Regions from separate parts of the Mus musculus genome. Here region 2 is linked to region 1. A link is a contact called in public Hi-C data. All regions are on one chromosome and are shown on one strand. The core of a region is the stretch at or near the end of the contact, and the rest is flanking DNA. Distances in the headings are between cores, read along the strand shown. Region 1 has its middle 60 kb from the start of Trib1. Region 2 has its middle 42 kb from the start of Gm36819.

What was found. A called contact is a pair of places that touch in the nucleus more often than the background predicts.
Region 2: a contact with region 1 is called in a Hi-C map of neutrophils, with 2.4 times the contacts expected there. The contact joins two enhancer-like sites. A contact is called at or near these places in 1 of 484 Hi-C or Micro-C datasets (neutrophils) and 1 of 9 other capture datasets (embryonic stem cells).

Annotation. Positions count from the first base shown.
Region 1 is chr15:59,705,649-59,711,219 of GRCm38.p6, forward strand. No RefSeq gene overlaps it. Among named protein-coding and RNA genes, the nearest start is that of Trib1, 60 kb to the left of the region's middle. Within about 2 kb of position 2,148, at least 25 of the 459 cell types and tissues checked have an H3K27ac peak or open chromatin away from gene starts, as enhancers often do. A contact at or near this core is called in neutrophils, where this site is marked.
Region 2 is chr15:59,862,326-59,867,896 of GRCm38.p6, forward strand. No RefSeq gene overlaps it. Among named protein-coding and RNA genes, the nearest start is that of Gm36819, 42 kb to the left of the region's middle. Within about 2 kb of position 2,541, at least 47 of the 459 cell types and tissues checked have an H3K27ac peak or open chromatin away from gene starts, as enhancers often do. A contact at or near this core is called in neutrophils, where this site is marked.

The sequences.
Region 1 (5,571 bases), core at 898-3,397:
GGTCCACTGAACTTGACACTATATGATCCTGCCGCCACGTAGCTGCCTACCCCCTGTATCTTCCCTGTCATGATATCCCCTTAAACTGTAAGCCAAAATAAATCACTTCTTGTCAGGTATTTGTTCAGAGCAACTAGAAGAGTAACCTGACCACATGACTTCCCCTACCACTGGCCCCAGTCCTGGAGATGGAACTAGGACTCTCTGTGTGCTTAGGGAAGCAGTTTTCTTCTGAGCCACAGCCACAGAATCTTACCCAAAATGTCTTAAAAATTCAGCCAAACACTGCAGTGGATACAAAACTCCATGGAAGCCCATAAGATTACACAGGTCCACAAGTCAGCAAAAAATCCTTTTGTCATCCAGTGAGTCTAGACTTTAGCTTTGGAAAATACAGCTAATGTATTTTCTAATGGTGGGGAGATTTCCACGGAGTCATTGCGACTCTCATGCCTTGCAATAGCTTGAAAAACAGATTTCTCAGCAACTCCTATCAGGAGCCAGAGTCTGTTTCTTGCTTCTTGAATCTTGGCTCGTAGTCCTTCACGGCTCTTTTGTCTTTACTGTTTGGACCAGCTTCCTGAGACCACTGTGGAGGCTGAGAGGCTATAGGCAGGACCAAGAGGTCCCAGCCACAGCTGAGCACTACCCACCAAGTTCATGAGTGAGACCATCTTGTTCTTCTGTTCCAGCTGACTAGCCGGCAAACACAAGCTAATGTGTTTACAAGTTGAAGCAAGGGCAGCAGGAGAGCTTATTTGATGATCAGAACTGTGAGAAATGAGCAGATCTTTGTCAGTTCAGCCAGCATGATGCAGGGTTGTTACAAGGCAATAGATGCCAGGAATGCTACCCATGCTGGGCTTGAAAGACAGCTCAGTAGACAAAGTGCTTACAGTGCGATCATGAGGACGGGAGAAGCAGGGGTAAAAAACACGAAGGAAGGGGTGGCATTATGTAACTCTAGGGTCAGGGAGTTTGGGATAGAAGGATCACTTGGGCCCACTGATTAGCTATTCTAATAGATTTGGTAAGCTCCAGGTTTAGTGAGAAACCATCCATTAAACACACACACACACACACACACACACACACACACACACACACACGCACGCACACACAAATAGTAAATAAAAAAAAGGAAAAGATTCACAATTTCCCTTCCTTTAGACTCAGAGTCCATATCAGCCAGAAAGGTAGCCAGAAGAGGGACATGCAATCTCCCAGTCCCTGGGGAGTCAGATCTGTGCCCCAGGTCAATCTAAGAGGCTGGAAAGTCCCAGGGGGCCACATTTGGCTACCGAGGCCAAGGCAATGTAAACCCCATCTGACCCCTTTGCCTTTGGAAGCCTCATTGTCCCAGGGCTCGGGGATCCGAGATTCTAACTATGCCCAGCATCTTCTATCTGCACTGTGGCAATACTCCTTCTGTGGCCTGGGGCCTTGGGAAAGCTCGGTGCAATCGTGAATGAGTTAAACGCTATCTGATCATAAGTCAGAGAGCCTGTTTTCATTTTCAAAACTCTGTGTGTCAGTGGCTCTAATGCAATGTCCAGCTATATCTTGAGCAAGTGACCGGCAGGGGACATAGGATGCTATTTACTCAAGATAGCTTCATCACGCAAAAGCAGCTTGCCTAACCCGGTTTGTAAACGAAGGTTACGAGACCACCATTGCAACAGTGATTGCTCTGGGGGATGGTCCCAGGAGGGAGCTGGTCCCTTCAGGCCAAATTTGGGGCCCTTTTCTACTTTCTGGAGCTCTGGGGACCCCTGGGTCTCTGGCAATGAGCAGAGCAAAAACAGAGTTGGGAAATCCTGATTGAGGTGCTGTGGTCTGAGTAAGAGTGGCTGCCTCCGGGCAGCAGCGGGCTTCCTGCTGCCTTGGAGGAAAGAGCCTCAGGTGTTGGCAGGATTTGGAGATGATTAGGGACTGGTGGGTGGGTCATAGGGGAGGGGTCTGGACACACGGAGAGAAGATGGTGACGAGCTTTTGAAAAGTTTGGTGTGGGTCTGCAGGGCTGGGAACAGCGGTCAGTTCTAACCCAGCAGTAAAATCATGGTGGGTGGTGTCTGTCTACCGTGCCCACTGTTAGGGATGGCCCCTGTGAGTGTTTCCTGGAACGTCAGATCGTTAGAAAGTCTTCATGGTTTCTGTTTCTCCCTTTTGCCCAGGGTCTGAGTCACTGAGACCTCAGCCACCACTTGTATTGCTGTATCTTCCACAACTACCACCACCATCAGCAATACTTTCACTGCCTTGTCTGTCACCATCATCACTATCACAAGGACCACACTCACCATCAAAACACCCCCCCCCACACCTGTCCTGTAGCCATCATCAATACCTCAATCCTACCACTGTTATCACCGATAACCCTGTCACCATCACCACCACCACCACCACCATCAGTACCACTCACAGCACCACCAACACCATCCGCAATAACACCATCACTGCTCCCACTGACATATCCTGGCTGCCATTAACAATGCCGCCACCACCACCATCGTGACCACACTTCCTCTCCTACCACCACCAAGTGCCTCATTCAATACCTTATGAGTATTTCAAGGCACGTTCCTATATTCAGTTAGTTCTTACAACATTCACAAGAGCCAGGCATTACTGTACCCATTTTATGTCTTGGGAAATTAAGGCTCAAAGACAAAATGATGTTTTTTGTTTTGTTTTGTTTTGTTTTGTTTTGTTTTGTTTTGTTTTCCTGGAGACCTCTAGGTGAATGTATACTCTATGCAGGAATACTCATAAATCCAGGTGTGGTAGTCATATTTTCAAAACTTAAAAAAATTAATTTTGGTAACAATTGAATATATACAAAATACTATAATTTCAACCCACAGTTGCTGGCCTTTTCCCCTCCCTCAACATGATTCCCCACCCCCAGTGTGGACTCACAGCTCACCTCATTCTGAGAGGTCACTTTCCCAGTGCTCTGTCACAATATGTGGCTGGTGGCCAGGGTGTCAGACAGCACTAATCTAGATCTTCCAATGACCTGTATTCTTTTTTTCCTTATTGAAACCTCTCCCCTCTCCCATAATATTCACCATATTTTCTCTGTTCCTAAAGAGGAGTTTTGAGCCAAGTTATTCCCTAGGTCTTTTCTGGTGCTAAGGTTGTCTGAGGGCAGAATGAAGCCAACACCCTTTAGGCTTTCCTGAGACCCGAGACACAGATGGGATCTGGGAGACAAGGGAAGAGACTGCCCCAGACTGGCACCAGAAATGTATTGTCGTTATCGTGGATATTAGGGACAGGCAGTGACAGATACATGAAACCTATACCCAGAGATACACAGGCAGCAGGACACAAGGACCCCTTCACTCCAAGACACAAGACATGAAAGTGCAAAGAGAGGCACAGGGACATGGTACGCTGAGGTCTGAATGTGTCTTTAAGTCCCTGATGTTATCGGAACTGTCCTGCCCCGTACGGGCCAGATATAATTCCACAGACAGCACACATATGATATGAGCACTGGGTTAAAGGCTCACGTGAGGATGGGAGATAGGGTGGTCATATCGTGGGATGTATGGAAAAGCCTTAAGGGCATCCATTGCTTTATCAGCTAACTAAAAGCAATGGCAAACCAAACATGTGCAGACCCCAGTCTTTACCCTCACCTGTATCCTACATTTCTTTCCTTCCATGTAGGTGCACTTTATGTGTGGACATTGGGTCACTGTGGGAAAAGTACTGTTCCCCTAGGCCAGCTAAGCAAAGTTCAATTGTTCCAGCTCATGACATTCCCCAGGGCCCTACCCAGCCATCTCTGTAGCTGCCTCTCAAGGATGTTGGAATTCTGCCTCTGTTTCTCTCTCTAACTTTCTTTCCTCAGGGTCAACCCTGAGTTTCTCTCTCTCTCCTCTTTGGTTTTCCCAGTGTTTCTCCACATAGCCCTGGCTGTCCTGAAAGTCTCTTTGTAGACTAGGTTGGCTCAAACTGACAGGGGTCTGCCTGCCTCTGCTTCCCAAGAGCTGAAATTAAAGGTGTGTCCCCATGTCCCTGGCCTGTTCCCTACTCTCTTGATCCTCTAGTCAGCCAACTCTCTGTTTCTTTTGCTTATGGGTAGGAGAAATTTTCTCCTACAGTGGAGTCTCAGTCCAGCACTATGTTCCTGTTCCTCGAATCCCTGGTTTCAGCATGCCCCGAATTCCCACACCCTTGACACTGGAGGAGATACTGAAGAGGGTGTTGGGGGGCTCACGGGGAGGATCCGCCTTCCCTACTCTTCCTTCTGAAGATGTGCCCTCCTCAGGCCTTCCGGGCACTCCCATCTATCTGTAAGTCTTGCAGGGCAGGTGCTACTTAATCCTAAGGGGAAGGGAGTAGCTGTCTTAAGATGAGTGCTGTGACAGAGGGCCTGAACTCTTTCTCTAGTTCCTCTGGTCCTGTATGAGTGAGTGAGTGAGTGAGTGAGTGAGTGAGCTAACCTGGCTCAACCACTTCAAAGCCGTTGGTCACCCAGATTAGGTCATCCCCAGTTGGAGGATGTTCCTTGAGTATTCCTCTGGGTCCCTAGAGGCATTGCTCAACCCTGACAAATGAGCACCACAGTTCCAGGGTTTTGAAATTTTTCTTCTTCTTCTTCTTCTTCTTCTTCTTCTTCTTCTTCTTCTTCTTCTTCTTCTTCTTCTTCTTCTTCTTCTTCTTCTTCTTCTTCTTCTTCTTCTTCTTCTTCTTCTTGACAGGGTCTGGTCTGGAACTCAATATGTAGACTACACTGGTTGCAAGCTCACAGAGATCCACCTGCCTCTGCTTCCTGAATGCTGGGATAAAGGTGTGAGCCACCACCTATAGCTTGATGTGCGGTTATTAAAGAGAAGGCCAAAGCTTTTGTTTCTGTCCTCCAATTTTTTGATTTCTCCCTTCAATCCACTCCTCCCCCCTCCCCCCTCCTCTTTCACTACCCATTTTCCCCAATGCAGAATGGTCCTCCTTCCAGATGGGGCAACCTGTCCTGATTCAGATGAGGGACGAGCACGTGTGCTCTCTGGCTTTCCAGTAGCATCTTTTCTCTTCCCAGAAAGTCACAGCATGGGGGAAGCAATATGCATGGTGTCTTAGTCAGGGTTTCTATTCCTGCGCAAACATCATGACCAAGAAGCAGTTTGGGGAGGAAAGGGTTTATTCAGTTTACAACTCCATACTGCTGTTCATCACCAAGGAAGTCAGGACTGGAACTCAAACAGGTCAGGAAGCAGGAGCTGATGCAGAGGCCATGGAGGGATATTCTTTAATGGCTTGCCTCTCCTGGCTTGCTCAGCCTGCTCTCTTATAGAACCCAAGACTACCAGCCCAGAGATGGCACCACCCACAAGGGGCCTTTCCCCCTTGATCACTAGTTGAGAAAATGCCTTACAGTTGGATCTCATGGAGGCATTTCCTCAACTGAAGCTCCTTTCTCTGTGATAACTCCAGCTGTGTCAAGTTGACACAAAACTAGCCAGTACACATGGGAAGGTCAGGTGCCAGGGTGAAGGTGAATCCAACCCTGGTGAGTATGCACAGATGGAATGTGTGTGGTTCCTACCGGGGGACTTGGAG
Region 2 (5,571 bases), core at 1,291-3,790, 160 kb after region 1:
TGCCTGGGTGCTCAGCTGGGCTGCCACTCCTGGCACACTGTCAGGGAGAGTCATGAGAAGGGACAGAGGTTCTGTTTAGGACCCCTGTGTGTGCCTGTGAACATGCTGAGGCAGCTGTGAATAGTTCTATCTCATAGATGAATGACTAGGTCTGTGCTGGTGCCAGAGTCAGACCTGGGCATATGCATTGCTTTAGCTGTGTCCTTCAAAGCTGGTGTTTACAACAGTCTAGATTCTCCTTACAGATACGAGGTCTTAGTGAGGATTTCAGGATTTGGTGAAATTGATAAAACCTATTAATTCCAGCAATTATCAGAGGAGGAGAGGTCAGATCAAGGAAACACAGGGTGTACCTCAGTCTCACATTGGGCGGAGAAGCTGGGATTTGGAATCAGGTTTCTGTCTATCATGGGACCATCTTCTTTACAACCATCTATGCATTCCAACAATGTCACCATTCTTTGTATTCAACATCTGGTGTGTGCAGACTGTCACACAAATCAGACACGTGATCCTCTTGAGTGGTCTCGCTGTATCCCCGGAGTCCACCACTACAGGCAGCCCTCTGAATCCATGGCTTCTGTGAATTCAAAATGCTCAGATAGTACAAACAAACAAAAAAAATCCAGGAAAAATTGCATCTGTAATGAATGTCAATTTTTTCAAAACTGTGAAAGTGTCATTGTGACAGTGAGTTAGGTGTGATGAACAATCCAGAAGTGACTTAAGGGTCACAGGAGAATGTGCACAGGTCATATGCAAATGTATTATCATTATATAAAGACTTAGCATTTAGCCAAAATTCGTTCAGTGAAGGGGAGATGGAACCTGTAGAGGACATCTCCAGTGGATAGGCATGACACCCAGTCAAGGGACGGGGCCACCCACCCATCTCAAAGTTTTTAACCCAGAAATGTTCCTGTCCAAAGGAAAGACAGGGCCAAAAAAAACCAAAACAAAACAAAAAAACAAAACAAACAAAACAAACCAAACAAACAAACAAAAAAACCCCAACCCAACCCAAACCAAACCAAAAAACCAAAAAAACCCAAAAAACCAAAAAGCCAAAAATGGAACAGACACTGAAGAAAGGGCCATCTGGGGACTACCCCATGAGGGGATCCATCCTGTCTGCAGACACCAAGCTCAAGACACTGTTGCTGGTGCCAAGAGGCACTTGTTTGACAGGAGCCTGGTGTGGCTGTTCCCTGGGAGGTTCAGCCAAGAACTGGCCAATGCAGAAGTGGATGCTTGGAACCAACCATCAGACTGAGCCAACCACTGAGCTGTCCCAGTGAGTTTGCTGGTGGAAGGACTGGAGGGGTGGAGAGGGATTGCAACCCCATAGGAAGAAGAGTGTTGGCTGGCTGGACCACCCAGTAATCCCAGGGACTAGACCACCAGCCAAGGAGTGTACAGGGAGGGATCCATGACTCCAGATACATATGTAACAGAGGATGGCCTTGTCTGACATCAATGGGCGGGGAGGCCCTTGGGCCTGTGGAAGTTTGATGTTCCAGCATAGGGGAATGCTGGAGTGGTCGGGCAAGAGTAGGTGAGGAGCACCCTCATAGAGGCAAAGGAGAGGCAGGAGAGGGTGGATGTGGGAGGGGCATTTGTGGAGGGGTAGCTGGGAAGTGGGATATCATTTGAAATGCAGACAAATAGAATAATTAATAAAAATAAAAAGACTTGAGTATTCACAGAAATGACCCTGGAAAATCCATGGATCCCAATGGATTAACAAGGTAGGTGCTTCACAGGGTCAAGAACTAATTATTGATGCCTTTATAATGTCGTTCTATTGTGAAGGTGAGAAAGCTTCTCCATCTTGTCCCAGCTGAAGCCATCTTTGGCTCCCTCACCCCCTGCTATTAGAAGTCCCGTGGGAAAGCACCCAACCTTGTTTTAGAAACTCGGGGTTGAAATGCCCTAGCTAACGGCATGCTCTTGACTCTTGGTAAACTGCTTGTTAAACTTGCTTCCCTGCTGGCAAACCAGGATATAGTTTTTCTGTGTTCTTTAATTTTGAAAGCTCCCTGCAATGCGCTTTCAGGGCTGCCTTTTGGGAAGCGTTTCTCTTCAGGCCGTCCCCAGCCTGCTCAATACAGACTCCCAATTCAAATTTTGGTCATGCCGGGTGAGTGGTCCTTGGGTCTTTACCAGGTAACACTATTACTAAAATACCATTGAACAGCGACTGTACCAGTAATAGCTGTGTTAGTAGCAGTGCTTGTCACATGATGAGAATTGGGTAAGCCAGGGGCTATGGCTGGTGAGACTAAGTGGTAAACTCTACATTCCGTTGCTAACATCCCTTCATTCTCGGTGGCTGAACAGTTACTTAAGCTTTGATGCGAATCGTGTTGTTATGGGGAGCGTGTCTTCTCAACAAACAGCGACTTGAGGACCCTTCCATTTTGTGAACGTCGTTAACTAAGGAGCTGTTGAAGTCATCGTGGAAGGGGAAGAGAGAGTGTGGCAATAGGTCAGAGGCTGTGACAGCACCCATCGGTCAGCATCCTACTGAACTAACTGCAAGGGAGATCCAGAGATGTGGTCTCGCGTGCTTGGGGAAAAGAGGAAACAGGCTTGGGGAGCGTCTAGAAGCTTCTGCCATTGTGCAAGCAGTAGAGGGAGATTGTACGCTTGGAAGTCTAACTGGAAGTCATAGACTGGAGGGGCGTGCTGGCAAACAGGGTGGAAATCAGGGGAGGTAGTTAGCCGGTACCAGCCAAAGCTAATCTCAGGTCAGCAGTGCAGTGTTTGTGCTCTTAGCTCTCTCATCCTTGGGGGTTGCGCTGCTTACACTGAGAAGGCATCTGAGAATCTGACAATTGGTAAAGGGCTAGAGGCAGACATTTATAAGAAAGGAAATAACTTGAGAGAAAACGTGTGGATAGTGCGGACCACCGCAGTTAAGAACTCTTTTTTCCCCCCGCGTAGCCCTATTTGTCTCCCCCTGGTGGCCATTATAAGCAACCATAGTTCCCTTCCCGGAGCTTAGCTGCTTGAGCAAGATCAAGTTATTCATCTCCTCAGTCACCCGAGCATCCTTGATGTCAGACTCCCAGCAGTTGACAGTTCTAACAGCAGCTCTTGGTGATGGTTTCTGAGGAGCAACAGTGATGTAAAAACCCAGCATAGAAACTCAGGAGACTCATTTGACTGCCTTCTGTCCATCTAGAGCAGTGGTTCTCACCCTTCCTAGTGCTGTGACCGTCAATTCAGCTCCTCATGTTGTGCTGATCCCAACCACAACATTATTTGTGTCGCTACTTTGTAGCTGTAATTTTCTACTGTTATGACTTGTAATGTGCAGGATATCTGGTGTGCGACCCCTGTGAAAGGGATGTTCGGTCCCCACAGGGCTTGCCACCCATAGGTTGAGAACTACTGATCTAAATTTTTCAGAATTCAGAACTTTTCCTTCAGTGACGCTGACAGATGCCCTTCACCTTTCTGTGTGATTTTTTTGGGGGGGGGGGAACAAATCATCTAAGGATGGAGACGTTTGCACTTTCTAGGTGCCTTTGTTGACGCCCCACAACCTTAATCACCTCATCATATGGGTGTGCACTAAAACAGGGAGGCCAAGTTTTCAGATGAGGAAACTGAGGTCCAGAGAGCCTATGTGACTTGTTGAAGGTGCCATTGCTCTTAACGTGTCAGAGCTTGTGCTAGTGCGATGGCCACAAGACGCTTTCTTTCTTCACACGGTGTTGTACCAATCATAACCACAGCTGTGAGGGAGGTGTTTTAAGGTCCTCTCAGCCATTCTGGCCCAGATGGCCTATGGTGTTCACACTAGTGATCTCTGGTGTGGTGGAGAAAGCACACATCGAGCGACTGCATCTTTTAAGTACTTAGATTTTTGATATGTCACTCTTGCCTTGCCAGATCTTCTTCTTTTATTTTTGCACAATGTGTTTAATCATCATGTACCACTGTGGGCATTTTCTAGGCTAAATTTAGATGACTGAAGTCCCCGCCCAGAACCCTCACCATCCTTTAAATAACCTAGATTATTTTGAAAAGTTCCAGCCAGGCTCCTGGCTTTGGGGGAACAAATAAAAAAAGATATGGGCTGTGTCCTTGATTGGGAGAAAGCCGACCTGTAGGGCAGTTGGGAAAAGCGCTGGATCGGGGGTGGGGTGGGGGTGGGGCTAGTGGGGTAGAGTGGAGTTGGGTGGGCGGGAGCGGAGCCGAGCGGGGCGCTGAAAACCTTGTTGAGACATCAAGACCAGTCCTGATGTAGAGAAAAGAGGAAAAGTTTCCGTGGTGAATTCAGTTGCCCCATTAGGGTTCTTGTAGCCATAGGTCAAAGGTCCTGCATCCTTAGAGTGTCCTCACTGAGGAGCAAATAAAGAAGCAGCATGCCTGCTCTTGTGTCACCTCCACATGTGGAATCAGTGACACATCTCATTTGCCAGAACCATCGCCTTCTCTCCTTGCTGCAGGAGACCTTTGATATTTTCTCACTTTCTATCGCCAGTTCCCGTCTGTCTCCTCACCCGTTACCAGCGACCTGAAATGCAGAAGCTGTCCTAGTTAGAAACCACCCCAGAGCCCACAGCTTTTCCACATCAGCCTTTGAGTCACTGGACAAGTGAAACCCCAGGAAGGCCACAGGGGTCACCTGGGCTTCCCCCGAACCCACGTGTTGTCCTGTGTTCTATGGTAGGGTGGCTTCTGCTTGCCTCTGCCCTCTGTTGCCTCTCTGTGATGTGCTCCCATCCTTTCCTTAATGGATGTCCCGTTAGCCTAAGACCATGCTCAAATATCTACTCTAAGAAACTGTCCCTGCTTCTCCCGGAACTCCTTATCCCTAAGCATTATTTTGCCCCCATAGAGCACCAAAGTTTCCTGTGGTAGCACAGGCTCTGTGGGTTAGCCATCTCTGTCTTCTATCTGTGAAACTTGAAGGTAGCTACCATGTCTCACCTTCCACATAGACTGAACTGTTGGGATCTGGTAGGTGCTTTGAAGTAAGCATTGTATGAATTATTAAGGTTATGGTTAGTTTATATAGTGAATTTGCCTGTGCACATGGATCTCATGTCCACTATGTTGCTGGTACTGGGAATCCACTGGATAAAAGGATCCTCGGCTCTCCCGAGGGTTGAGATTGGCGTCGATTCTCACAGCCAGCCATCCTGTACTCTTGCATAGCATCGTTGCAGGGAAGGCCGTTCTTGCATAATATTAGCAATGGCAGCAAACAGTGTCAGTTAGAATTAGGTTTGGTGCTAAATGATGAGAAATACAAGGAGACAGCTTAAATATATATGCTTTACTCATGTAACAGACACAAGTAATTTTTTTTTCATTTTGTTTTGTTTTCTGAAACAGGATCATGCTTTGTAGTCCAGACTATCCTGGAATTTAGTATGTAGACCAGACAGACCTTGAACTTAAAGAGATCGTTTGCTTCTGACCCTTAAAGGGCTGGGGTTAAAGGCATGTGCTACCACATCTAGACAGGTAATTCTGTCCAGGATGTCATCACATGAAGTTCTCAGAGACCTGGGCTACTCTAGCTCTGCACTTCACTGTCTGGACTTTAGCCGC